Linked DNA regions of Mus musculus: region 2 is linked to region 1. The links are chromatin contacts, called in public HiChIP or PLAC-seq maps. All regions are on one chromosome and are shown on one strand. Each heading gives the region's core, a stretch centred on a gene start, on an enhancer-like site or on the middle of the called end of the contact. The rest is flanking DNA. Distances are from core to core; before and after follow the strand shown. Region 1 has its middle 36 kb from the start of Prkcq. Region 2 overlaps Prkcq (protein kinase C, theta).

Region 1 (6,993 bases), core at 1,484-3,983:
CACACTCTTGCCAAAAACTGAAAATTAAAATAAAAAGCAATCATCGGTTCAGCTCATTCTTCAACCCAGAAAGTCCTTACTAGAAAAGAGAGTCTCTGCTGGCCAAACAAAGCCAATGAGCAGAAAAGAAACAGCTCATTGCTGTCTAAGAACTAGGAAGGAACACAGAAACAAGAATCTCTGAGGAATGAATGAATAAGCCCAGGGTGTAAATACTACAGAGACTAAGGTGGTCTGATGGTGGTGGAAACACTCATGTTATATTTCAATATCAATGATTGAAAACAGGAAGTGTAATTAACAATCCCACCCTTATCTTTCCCTGGCTTGTTATACTGCCAAAAAGAAAGGCAACAAAATATTGCCTGAATGCCCATGTCGCTCCCTCACTGAATGACCCTGTGTGCTTGTCGCACACTCTCTGTGAATGAGTTTGATACTGTAGTCTGCCACTCACACAGGTCTCTCCCTTTAGATCTGTCTATTTTCTGATTTTATCTATTATTGCCTTCAAACACAAATGATAATATACTTCTGTATTATTTGTGTGTGAGAAAGAGAAAGAGAGCATGTGTGTTTGGGTGCATACGTGTATGTATGCACAGAGAGTAACCTGAGAGGTCCTGCTTAGGAGCTCTTCGCTTTATTTTGAGGCAGTCTCTCATGAGGACCTCGGGCTCACAGACTAAACTAGACTTGCTGGAGAGCAAGGACATAAGCCTCTTGTCTCTGCTTCTCTCTTGGCTCCAGGGTTACAAAAGTCCACCATGCTGTTTGGCTTTTTTTTCTGAGGTTCAAATTCAGGCCCCCATACTTTCAGAGCAAGCACTTCTCTGACTAAGCCATCTCTCTAGTCTGTTTTATTTTTTATATTTTGTTTACTATTTATTGTCTGTCCCTCTGATGAAATAAAGACATCTTAGATATATTTTTACAAATCTATCAGATGTCCATAGCAAAATATATTCATATCAAAGCCTGACTTTTATAAGGACCCACTCCATGTTCATTGACTGCATAACTGCCGTCTGTCTCTCTCTTGTTTGTTCTAGTCCATTGTAGATTCTTTTAACATGAGAGCCACTTTCAACACGCATTGATATCCCAGCATGTAATAAGTACTTTATAAAGTAGAATAAATTGAGAGCAGAAAAAGACCACAGTCTGTGTCCTTCAGAAGTTGGCCTGGAATGTCAGCTAGGACAGGCTAATTCTCTTGTTAGACATAAACTACCTCAGAAGAGACCAGCCTCAGAGACATTGACTCTGAGCTAATTGTGAAGTGAAACAAAGCAGGTCCACTTCCTAATTCCATCTAAGCATAGGCAAAAATTATAATAAAGTCACCCATAAATATCTAATACCCCTCCTCGGAACCAGTGAGAAGCAGCTGCCCTACCAGTCCTTCCAGCCTCCATCCCTTGGATTACTTACTGGTTTCATGGACTTCATGTGTCTACAAAGAACTCATATCCTTGCACCATCTCCTGATTACAGCTCAAAGTCTATATACTGTTACTGCACTTTTTAAACCCTCCATAGTGTGTATTTTCCCTCACTGCAATAAATAATTAGCCTGTCCTTTCTACAGAAGGATTTTGAGTGGCCCTTGGCTAAAGACCATTGACAGAATAAATGGTTTAATTAATGTGAGTATTTCATGAATTAGCTACCTAAGGATCTCAAAAGTCTTTTGAATGTTTTAATTCCCTGAAGCCATTAGAAAAGAAGTTCATCTCCTCATTGCTTCTCCATCAAAAGAGACAGATCCTCCTACCTTCAGGCAATTCTCAGGATCCTTATAGCAACAGGATTTAGTCATTTAAAATAAACCCCATACATCAAGGGAATAGGTTGTGAAAACCTTGTGGGTATGTAATCAAACCAGCTGTGTTATACATATGTATGTATATTTATTTATTCATGACCATGAATTCATAGCTTATACAAAACAAATTTAAGTTATATCTCTGATTCATAGTCAGCTACATTTGATAGATAATGATGTTAGGTGATAGATAGATAGATAGATAGATAGATAGATAGATAGATAGATAGATAGATAGATAGATAGATGATAGATAGATAGGATAGTAATGATACATAGAAAGAGAGTGGCAGACAGACAGATAGACATAGATGGATGATAAATCTAAATTTCAAGTTTATTTAAAAACAAAATGGTAAGTATCACTGTATGTTCCATGTTCCATTAACCAAAAGAAATGACAATAAAGGGGGCCCAGGGAAGGAGGAAGGATTTGGATGCAAAGGATGCCAATCCCCGATTAGAAATTGATGAGAACAGATTTTCTTCTGTCTACTGCATAAAAAAGAATCCCAGTATAAACAGCTTATCTTCAATATGCGCAGAAGTGAGTGTGTTTGAAAACCAAATCAAAACAGGGAGAAGAAAGATAGTGGGGAAGAAAAGGGAAGGGAATGCGAGAAACCGAGATGGGAAAGGGGCAGAGGAAGGGATCCAGTTATCTGGGGAGTAGAAATTTGCCCAAGGCAGGGAGGGTGTTTTCCTCAGTTTTTAGGTCATGTGAGTCTCTTAACTGGTTTTTATGCCTTGAATAACAAACGTTTCCAACCGGTGTTAAAGTCTAAGGCCCCAGGTGGTGGTGCTGTTTGGGAGGCTCTGGAAACTTTAGGAGGTAGGACCTAGCCATAGCCAGAGAAAGAGCTCTAGGAGAGGTTTTTTGGGGTGTTTTGCTCCTCCCCTCCCTACTTCCTGTCAGCCATGAAGAGAGGAATCCCTTCCTCCACACACTCCTGCCACAGCGATGCCCAGGCCCACAGAGCCAACAGAACCACGAACCTTCTGAAACTGAGATAAAAGAAATACTTCCTTCTCTAAATTATTTACGGAAAAAATACTTGATCACAATGATAATAAAACCAACACGGTGGTGTTTGCTCAGGTTAACCTCTACCCTCCCATGAGACTAGAAGACAGAATTCATGTCTTGGGATGTTGACTAGAACATATATTAACTGTTCCTGGCAGCCTTGTTTATAGGCAGAAGCTTGGGGACTGCAGCCTTGATCCTAAGGACACAGCTTGAACTTAGAAACCATGCTAGTGTTTGTACACAGCATTTAGTGTAAGAGTAAAAAATGGTTTTCCTAAAAGTTCACAGTCATTACAGGCCAAGGTCAAGTATTTGACTCAGAGGAGTCCAAATTTGGTCCAGAAGTTTGGTCTTTATTAATGGTAAAACATCTCTGGACTCCATACACCTATCAAATGACTTCTGCCATCCTGGTGTTGACTATAACAGACATCAACACTGTCTCTTTCATCTCCCTGATCTCCTTGTTCTATGTGTAGCACACATCAGCTTGAATGTGTCTGATGTCACACCTACTCTGGGAGGGTCAGGGCATTGAGGAGGAATTTGTATATCTCAACTCTTATCCAGTATTCCAGGTCTCAGGGAGGCAGCACCCACCATTTCGCTAGCCATGTGCATCTGCAGTTTTGTAAGATGCCTATGGATGCTGAGCCATACTGGTTTGGGGAAGCAGATCTCATATTCATCTGCCAGAGGCTAAAGCAGGTCTACAGGCAAAATCTCTACAGCAGATTCAGGTTCAACTCTGCCTGCTCTGTGTCTGACACTGGGACACTCATTTGTTTAAAAGAAACTAGATATCAAGAAAACAAATAGCCCAATTTAAAAATGGGGTACAATCTAAACAAAGAATTCTCAATAGAGGAAACCCAAATGACTGGGAAACACTTGCCTTAGCTGTCAGGGAAATGCAAATCAAAGCTACATTGAGATTCCATCCTATACCTGTCAGAACATCAAAATCAGTAACACAAATGACAGATGATGCTGACAAGGAGAACACTCCTCCATTGCTGGTGGGACTGCAAACTTGGACAACCACTATGAAAATCAGTATTGTGATTCCTCAGAAAACTGGGAATTGATCTACCTCAAAACTCACCTATACCATTCTTGGACATATACCTGAGAAACATTTCATTCTACCTCAGAGACACTTGCTCAAATATGTTCATAGTAGCTTTATTCATAATAGACAGAAACTGGAAACAAGCTAGATGCCCCTCAACCAAAGAAGAAAACATGGGTACATTTACACAATGGAGTATTGCTCAGTTGTTTAAAGACAATATCATGAACTTTGCAGGCAAATGAATGGAAGTAGGAAAAAATCATCCTGAGTGAGGTAACTCAGACTCAGAAAGACAAACATGGTATGTACATGCTTATAAGGGGATATTAACTGTTGGGTAAAGGTTAACCATAGTGCAGCCCACAGATCCAGAAAGTCTAAGTGGACAGGAGGACTGTAGGGGGGATGCACGGATCATCCTGGGAAGGGGAAATAGATTTCTGTGGGTGGACTAGAAGACAGGTGGGAATGGGAGCAGGTGGAATCAGGTTGAGGATGGGGAGGATGGAGAGAAAGACTATGGGGAGAGATGACTGGAATTGAATTGATGTGGAAACCTACTGCTATAGGAACTCCCAGTTCTGTGGCGCTGGTCCTAGTGAGGACTCCTACTAATGGAGACTACAGAGCCTGAACCAGCCATGCTCTATAACCAGGCAAGGCTTCCAGTGGTGGAACTGAGACACCAACCAAACCACACAGCCTTCGACTGACAGTCTATCCTGTCTGCAAGATGTGGTGCGGCATTGGAGGCACAGAAGTCGTGGGAGTGGCCAACCAGGGACTGATATAACTTTAGATTTATGCCACGAGAGGGAACCCATGCCTGACACTTCCTGAATGGCCAGGACCCAGAGAGGAAAAAAAATCAATAAAGTGATTCCTAATGATAGTCTGCCATATGCATAGATCAATGCCTAGCCCGACCCACCCCCACCGGAGCTGATGGGAGCACATACAGAACCCACAGCCAATCATTAGGTAGAGAGAGATCCCAAGCTGGAGATCTCCATCCGGCCCCTCCCCTCAGAGTTCAGCGATCCCTGTGAAAGATGGGAAGGAAGAACTGTCGGAGCCACAGGGGTCAAGTGCACCAGAAGAACAAATCCCACAGAAGGTCCACAACTCAGCAAGGCTTATTATAGGGCATCACAAAGACTAAAGCGGCAATCATGAAGTCTGCATGGGTCTGTGCTGGGTCTTTTGCATATGTTAGGGTGTTTCTGTGGGACTCGTAACAGTGGGAGTAGGTTCTGACTCTTTCACTTGCTCTTAGGATCCTTTTCCTCCTCCTGGGTTGCCTTGTCCAGCTTTGATGTGAGGGTTTGTGCCAATTCTTATTATAACATGCTATTTAGCGTTCCTGTTGATATTTCTGGGAGACCTTTTTGGGAAACAAAGGAAGAGTGAATCTGGCGTAGGGAGGGGACTGGGGGTGGGGAGCTGTGGTCAGTATGTAATTGATTGTATTGAAAACAAAATAAGTCAGGCAGTGGTGCCACATGCCTTTAATCCCGGCATTTAGGATGCAGAGGCAGGCAGATTTCTGAGTTCATGTCTTGGGAAGCATGTGGCAATTAGAGGACTCTTCCAAGAGCTGGTTCTCACCTTCCATTCCCCTCCAACCTCTGTCATGCTATGGACCACAGGCTCCCTGCTTCTGCTCCCCAGCTCCCAGGCACTTCTCCTTTCCCACCGTTGTCTCACCTTAGGAGTGCTAGGACTGCAGGCTGTGCCTTGACATCTAGGGAGGCTTTTTAAGCTGTCGGGTCGGTCATTCTGCTGGCCCCTGATTGTCCTGGAACTCACTTTGTAGACCAGGCTGGCCTCGAACTCAGAAATCCACCTGCCTCTGCCTCCCGAGTGCTGGGATTAAAGGCGTGCGCCACCACTCCTGACTTGAAATGTAAGTCTTAATATCATCTTCGGTGGAGGGAGAAACCAGTACAAATCCAGTCAGAGACTGCAGTTAGAAAGGGCCAAGTAGGGTTGTTTTGCTTAATGCTTTCATGTTTCACATAAAAGAAGAAATACTGGGTTGGGGATTTAGCTCAGTGGTAGAGTGCTTGCCTAGCAAGCGCAAGGCACTGGGTTCTGTCCTCAGCTCCGGGGGGAAAAAAAAGAAGGAGGAGGAGAAGGAGGAGGAGGCGGGGAAGAAGAAGAAGAAGAAGAAGAAGAAGAAGAAGAAGAAGAAGAAGAAGAAGAAGAAGAAGAAGAAGAAGAAGAAGAAGAAGAAGAAGAAGAAGAAGAAGAAGAAGAAGAAGAAATACCTGTCTATGCACATGAGCCCATGGGAAGACAGTGAGGAAGAGAAGACCTAGGCAGGGCGTATAACGTCTTCTTTGTGTTCAGTGAAATGTTCATCTGGATACCTTTTAGTATTCCCAGAAGTAGTTGTTTGCCCCTAAGGCTGTGTTAAAATTAGTTAGTGAATAATGACCCCTTCTTAATTCACATGCCATAATGATGTCAATTTATTTGAAGAGCTGGCTTAGAAGGTCATTGTGCTGAGCTAGGTATAAGCACACTGCCACAACAGTGCCTTTTAGAACCCTCTGCCCTCTACACACACATCCATTATCTCCTAATTAGACAACAAAGGGTCTTTGGAAATGCCCCAGTTAGACATCATTACCAAGCATTTGGCCAGTATTCACTAGATTAATGTAACTAATTATACAGCCTTCAACCATGCTTGGGGACTGGTCTACAAATCCCTTTGTAAACTGCCCTAAGTCAAGCCAGTTCCTTCTCAGTGAGATGCTTGGTTACATTACATGAGATTTGCATAAGAGTAGTTCTCCTTTCTTCTTGGTCCCTGGAGATCTAAAAGGAGAATAGATGACTCATGACTCCTGGAAACTGAGTTTCTGAGACAGCATGAGATCCATTTTCAACATTAGAGTCAGGACCATCTAGCCTAGCACAGGAATCTAGAAAAAAATTTTTCATGAAGCATAACGTGGATGGATAGGAACTGTGCATGCCAAAAGAGAAAAGGATGAAATTATTTGACTCTGTGTATGTGTGTGTGTGTGTGTGTGTGTGTGTGTGTGTGTA
Region 2 (6,993 bases), core at 2,741-5,240, 150 kb after region 1:
AAATGTGTGTAGATTGTTCTCTACAATGAGTATAACTCTGGTCATGGTGGTTTTGCAGATATTAAAGGAGGGAGCATCTACATGGCTGAAAATTTCATAATGAAATCCATTATTATATATGATTAATCATTGCTAAGAAAAAAAAAAGGAGCTTCCAAAACTTAAGCTTCACTCTAGCCCTACCAAAACAGTAACAGTAAATGGTTTCTTGGTAACCTGAGGACCAGCATTTCCTCAGGAGGTACCTGTCCTTTCAGCTAAACTCCCTTTCCACCTGGGGAACCCTCCTCCAGATGCACACCCCAGGGAGAATAGAGCCTGCCTTCCCATGTGGTGCTCCTCATAGCACGAGCTGACTGGCCATGTTGCAGTTATAGTATTTGTATCTTTCAATCTCCTGCATAGCTGCCTGTTTGCGCTAAAGCCTGGTCGTGTTGCTCGCTTTTTAAAAATCTTTTTAAAGTTTTGAAATAACGATAGGTTTGTAAGAAGTCCCAAAGGTAGCTAGCTCAGAAACATCTGCACCCTCCACCCAGGCTCCTCCATTGCTTATAACTCGCATAGCTCAGGAGCAAGAGAGATGGCACAGTGAGTAAGACATCTTCCTATGCAAGTATAGGGACCTGGGTTTCAAATCTTCCAGCTCCCACTTAAAAATCCAGGCATGGCCATGTCCACCTATAACCTCAGAGCTTTAGAAGGTAGGGACAAGAGAATCACTAGGGTTTGCTGACCGCTGACTACAAGCCTAGATCCAAATTCAGTGAGAGACCTTGCCTTAAGGAAGCATGCTCCTCTCCCCGTGGCTCCATGATTAGTTCTCACTTCTTATTGGGTATCCACTTCCTCTGTCTGTCTGTCTGTCTGTCTGTCTCTCTCTATCTCTCTCTCTGTGTGTGTGTGTGTGTGTGTGTGTGTGTGTGTGTGTGTGTGTGTGTGTGTGTGACTCTCTGTCTCTGTCTCTGTCTCTGTCTCTGTCTCTGTCTCTGATCACCTTCTTATTATGTAGTGGTACCCAGAGAGGCAAGAAGAGAGTGGCAGATCCCCCTGAAGCTGAACAACAGGTAGTTGTGAATAGCCCAACATTGGTACTGGGAATTGACCTCCAATGCTCTGCAAGAGCAATATGGTGATTTGTATATGCTTGGCTCAGGGAGTGGCACGATTAGAAGGTATAGCCCAGTTGGAGTAGGTGTGTCACTATGGGTGTGGGCTTTAAGATCCTCATCCTAGCTGCCTGGAAGTCAGTATTCTGCTAGCAGCCTTCAGATGGAGATGTAGTACTCTCAGCTCCTCCTGCACCATGCCTGCCTGGATGCTGCCCTGCTCCCGCCTTGATGATAATAGATTGAATCTCTGAACCTATAAGCCAGCCCAATTAACTGTTGTCCTTTGTAAGACTTGCATTGGTCATGGTGTCTGTTCACAGCAGTAAAACCCTAAGACAAGCAATATTTGCTATCTGCCCAGCCACCTTTCCAGCCCCTCCTTGAGTATTCTTTAATGAGTAACTTTATCTATGACAATAGTTTTAGCTCCAGAATAAGCATGGTCAGGCCAAACTTTGTCTTACTACAGACCTATATACATCACAGACTTACATAGATCACATGCCCTTCAAACTTCACAGCCTCCAAACTCACTTTCTCTGGTGAACCTTCCCTCTCTCTTTTCCTTAATATATCTTTCATGACTAACCATGAAGCCACCTACCAGTTGTCTCAACAACAACAAAAATTGAAATACAATATTCAAGTGTTCTTCTCTATCTCCAAATACAGCCAAACTCCAAGGCTTTCTCGAATGGGATCTCTCACTTCCTGGATGCTGAGACTGAATCAAGACTTGCCCCTTGTTTTTTGCATCGTTTTATTGGCCTCCAAAGAATGTCCAGTTCTTCTCCATCCTTTCTGGGCATTGCTCTAGGAAATCTGTCTCCTCTTGCCCTGAATCCCAGATATGGCAATACCCTTCCTCATGGCTTCTCTCCATCCCATACATCACCAACCTCTTACATGTTTTCAAGCCTTTGAAACACATTTATTTATCAGTCTATATGATCATCATTTATGTATGCATGCACACATGAGGGTCATCCTAGTTTACATGGGAAAGTCAGAGGACATTTCACAGGCATCAATGCTCTTCCTCTACCAGGTGGCTTCCTGGGGATTGAACTCAGGTCATCAAACTTGTCAGCAAGCCCCTTTACCCCCTGAGCCATCTCAGCAGCCCCATATCCTCAAACTGTTTGATGATGTTTCTTTATCAGTTAAATAAACACTCTAAAGATATGTATATGTGTTTACATTACACATTCATTGCTACATTCGTGGTCTATGATTTAAAGAACATGGCTAAAATGTTTAAGATCAAATTGAACTAAGAATGAAATATAAAAAAAAAAAAACTGGTACCAAATAGCTTAATTTTATTCTACTTTGTTAATAGTAGAAGGTAAGAATATGTCATTAAAATTAGATCAAAAAGCTTTTTGGAAATTATTTCTTTGCAGGGCAGTGGTGGCCCACACCTTCTATTTCTTTTATAATTGAGATTTAATATAATTACATCATCCCCCCTTCTTTTTTCTCTCTCCAACCTTCCTATATATCCCTCCTTGCTCTTTCAAATTTATGGATTCTTTTTTCCTTAATTGTTGCTATTGCATGTGTGTGTTCCTAAATACATACATTCAGCCTGCTTGGTCTTTACATTATTTGTGTGTGTGTGTGTGTGTGTGTGTGTGTGTGTGTGTGTGTGTGTGTGTGTGTGTTTCCAGGGCTGACCATTTGATAGTAGATGACCAGCTAGAGTGCTCTCGTGTCCCTTAGTTGCCTGTAATTCTTTGTCCAGGGCTGAGGCTTCATGTACTTCCTCTGCCCTCTTTAGCCCTTCTTCAGCTTGTGTTTAGCAGACCTATTGGTGAGACTTTGTAGGTACAACTTCTGAAGTTCTTAGGAGAGACAGCCTCACAGCAAATCTGTTCTTCTGGCTCCTACAGTCTTTCTTTCCTCACGTCAGCACCGTTCCCTGAGCCTTCAGTGTGGGAGTTGTATAATAGAAGCATCCCTTGGTACACTGGGCTCCAACCTCCGGGGTTTTTTTGTTTGTTTGTTTGTTTGTTTTTCTGTAATGATTTCTCCATCTGCCACAAAGAAAATTTTCCTTGATGAGGGATGAAGACTATAACTTTAAATTTTCTTTGGTTTAGGGCTTAGCAGGTAAAGTCACTTGCTACCAAGCCTGACAACCTAAGATCCATCCCACGATAGAATGGACTCCTGGGAAATTGTCCCCTGACCTCCACACGTGTACATGGCAAGCACATGTCTCCCTGCATTTAATAAACGTAATTTTTTAAAAATCATTTTTTTAAAGTCTTGGTTTAATGATCTAAGGCTCTGGAACTGAAAGGTCTAATGTATTTCTTCCGATTCTCATACTATCATGGCTGGTAAAGGGCCAAGCAGGTCCAATATGAAACAGAATTTGTAATCTGTATTTAGCAAGGACTATCCCTGATGATAGCAGATATAAGTCCATCATCCAAAACACTACTTTCAAGGCTTTTATTTTTCAATCAAGCTTCTTTTTGGCCAAAATATGGTTAGTGTGTCCGCTGGTTCAGCTTCAGACGTGGCTGAGGGACCATTTCCTACCTCTCATAGATTCGTATCATTTATTTAAACTCTCTCTCTAATCCGAATGCTCTGATCGCAACTGACTAACGGGATTCATGTCATCGAGTAGCTATTCAACCTCATCCAAGGAGTGTGCGCACCTTAACACAATAGCTCCAAGGCACACCCACTGCAAGGGACAAAGGGAGTCTGTGTCAGCACGTGACAAAGGCATTATTATAATTTGGCTCATTTCTCCGGTTTGAAGCTGGGTCTCAGTTCTTGGAGGAAGGCAGAGCTAGGGAAGGTTGACCCTCTACCCAGTACAGCTCTGCTGCCCTCTCCACCTCAGAACAGTTAGTGTAGAAAGAACCGTGCAGGGAGAGAGAAATAGCAGGAGACGATTATCAACTATGGATTGAAATCCTCAAAGACTGGACTTCAGAACCAGCTCTCAACTCACTGTGAGATCTGAAATAAGACACAGAGCCTCCTAAGTCCAGCCATCCTCCTCCAGGGATAACAGCAGCGCGTCCGGACATCGCGTATGAAATGACACCTGGTGTATGTTAGCATTCCCTCTTGAACAGCCTGTTCCCTGTGTGAATGTGCAGTCTGCTCCTCCCTCCCAGCATAAAACTGCATTTACTTTAACTAACATAACCAATCTCGAAGCTCTAATTTCCACGACAGCTGTCTCCTGGCCTCCAAATTTCATTTGTTCCTCTAAAATGAAGTTGTTTACATAGAGGCTTGTTGCTCAGGACCGGCTCTGGTTGCTTTGGCGCCACCTGGTGGCTTACCGTGGGAATTGCGTCTGAGCCTGGTACCTAGTACAGGAGGTTTCCTTTTGAGTGTAGGGCTGAACCAATTGATTATACGTACTCATGGTGAATTCACAGAAGTCGACTTTTACATTATTCCTTAAGGCCAGTGAAGTTGACTTTTTGTTTGTCAACTTTAAAGTGAGCTTGTATATTTAAATATTGAATTGCAGCTATCAGGTAGCAGTTCACAATGGTGGCAGATTGCAAAATGATCTTTATTTTCACTCATGGGGATAAGTCTCATCCAAGTAGCTGTTCAGCACTGCGCTTGCAGAAGATTTCAGGTCACAAATCCTATCACAAATCACCGTGAGTTTCCTACTTTCCACAGGCTCTTTAGAGCCACCCTGCAATAAGATAGCAAGTGTGACTATCCTCTCTACTAAGGTAGTTTATAAAGGGGTAAGGAGTCTTCCCCAAGCTGTGCAAATGAGAGATTTGGCACTTGAAGGACATGTGGGGCTTTATACAGCCACCAGAACTGTTGGGTTGTGGGACACTGTATCGTGTCTCTGATCCAGAGGCTGGAGTATCTCATCTGAGTGGAGTCTTGCTTCACCTAGCACGGAAGTGCTCTGGGCTCGTATATGTTTGTAAGTTTGGGTAGCATTGGGCTGCATCTACGTATCCCAGTTTCTTTGTGCATTCATTCCATTGATGGGCTGACGCCCTACCTTAGATCCCATGCTGCTACATTAAACAGAGTGCCCATGTGTCTTAAGCACACTGACTTTTTTGCCTTTGTTTACACACCCGCCCACCATCACATCACCTTCAGCCTTCATGCAGTCATGGATCCCACTATGAACTGTTTTAGCAAAGCCCGGGCCTGCTGCACTCAGCTGATATTCACAGTGGCTTGTACAGTTTTGGCCTTTCAACAGCAGACAAGGAAGCTGTTGAACGTGGAGGTACAAAGTCTCTATTGCTATAAACAGTAAACTGATCAAAAGGATTGATTTATTTTGTAAGTTCAGTAAATTCCTACCTTTAATCCTCCTGCCTGGATGACAGACCCAGACCGTTCTCCGAGCTGCTCGTAGCTCTGGGATGTCCTCTGACTTCTGGGTCTGAAGAGTTCTGCTCTCCTTGCTCATGCTAATCACATGACTTGATTCTTCATCCCATTGACTAAGCGCATAACTCTTGACGTGCACAATTGTGATTGGCTAGGTTTTAAAGACTTGATTAAGTGGTATCTCTGGTTCATCAGTTCCCCTCAGTGATTTTATGCAGAGCTGAGAGAATATAAGTAAGTAGGTTTCACTTAGCAGTCCACACCAAAGGTAATAATGGAGAACTTAGCGTCAAGCCAGCTCTGTAGGACACAATACCTACCTCCCCAGAACCTCATAGCACAGATGGGAAAATAAAAGCTACAGGCTTGCTTCAGTCATTGCACTCAACGCCAATGAGAAAAATGCAAAGTGAGACTCTGAAGTGTTTACTTACAGGCAGAAACTTGGTCATGGCGGAGCCATTTCGAACCGGCGCTTGCCAGAAGATAGCGTCCTCAGTCGAGCCTGTAGATCACGACAGCCAGTCATTTATTTACCTTCAGCCTTGGAAGCGTGATCAGTCGTCAGGCGTACGTACTGATGATGCTCTGTGTTATCAGTCGTCAGATGTACGTACGTACTGATGATGCTCTGCTTTCGTCAGACGTACGTACTAATGATGCTCTCTCTGCCTTCGCCGTGCAGATCTTGCTGGGTCAGAAGTACAACCATTCCGTCGACTGGTGGTCCTTCGGGGTGCTCGTTTATGAGATGCTGATTGGCCAGTCCCCCTTCCACGGGCAGGACGAGGAGGAGCTGTTCCACTCCATCCGCATGGACAACCCCTTCTACCCGAGGTGGCTCGAAAGGGAGGCCAAGGACCTTCTAGTGAAGGTAAGACCTGAAGCCAAAGCCTGGGGCGCGCGTGGCTCACGGGGCGAGCGCCGCCCTGAAGTGTCCCCCAGCATTAGGAAGACAAGGCTGCAGAGATGGCTCAGTGTTTAAGAGCAATGACAGCTCTTCTAGAGGTCGTGAGTTCAATTCCCACCAACCACATGGCGGCTCACAACCATCTGCAATGAGATCCGATGCCTCTACTGTTACGTTTGAAGACAGCTACAGTGTACTCATGTAAATAAAATATATAAGTAATTTTTTTAAGTGACGGCAAGAGGAAGGAAGTAAAGCAAATCCTCTTTCCATCACTTTTAAGAGAAATGTCAAGGCAGGCTTGGTGACTCTGGCTCTTTAAGCAATCCCAGTACATGGCTTACTGCATCCTTTGTTTCCTATATGCAATACCTCTTTGGCCAGTGCGTCCTCCATCCCTGTTTGAACCTTCAGCAGGATGCAGACATCTCTGTTCTCTCCAGTGAAAGACAACCCTCTTAGGTCACAAACATCTTCTCATCGAGAAGCTGAAAGCATGGAGCCCGAGGCCCCAGTCAGCCTGTCAGACTCCTTGTGCATGCAAGCCTGCCACCCACCTCTGTCAGAGTTCTGGCCTGTGGAGGAGGGTTTACAGTCACACTGAGGTCATCTGCG

What was found. HiChIP or PLAC-seq counts read pairs in DNA pulled down with a chosen protein or histone mark.
Region 2: an H3K27ac HiChIP or PLAC-seq map of regulatory T cells shows a contact between it and region 1, with 5 times the contacts expected there. The contact joins two enhancer-like sites. A contact is called at or near these places in 2 of 15 datasets of contacts at CTCF or cohesin (CD8 T cells and large pre-B cells), 7 of 484 Hi-C or Micro-C datasets (B cells, cortical neurons, embryonic fibroblasts and 2 more) and 2 of 115 datasets of contacts at active chromatin or transcription factors (the HPC-7 cell line and regulatory T cells).

What each region holds. Positions count from the first base shown.
Region 1 is chr2:11,133,183-11,140,175 of GRCm38.p6, forward strand. No RefSeq gene overlaps it. Among named protein-coding and RNA genes, the nearest start is that of Prkcq, 36 kb to the right of the region's middle. Within about 2 kb of position 2,734, at least 7 of the 459 cell types and tissues checked have an H3K27ac peak or open chromatin away from gene starts, as enhancers often do. A contact at or near this core is called in CD8 T cells and regulatory T cells, where this site is marked.
Region 2 is chr2:11,284,236-11,291,228 of GRCm38.p6, forward strand. Prkcq (protein kinase C, theta) reads left to right here. Exons shown (of 18, transcript NM_008859.2): 16 at 6,154-6,342. Among named protein-coding and RNA genes, the nearest start is that of Gm13293, 52 kb to the right of the region's middle. Within about 2 kb of position 3,991, at least 20 of the 459 cell types and tissues checked have an H3K27ac peak or open chromatin away from gene starts, as enhancers often do. A contact at or near this core is called in CD8 T cells and regulatory T cells, where this site is marked.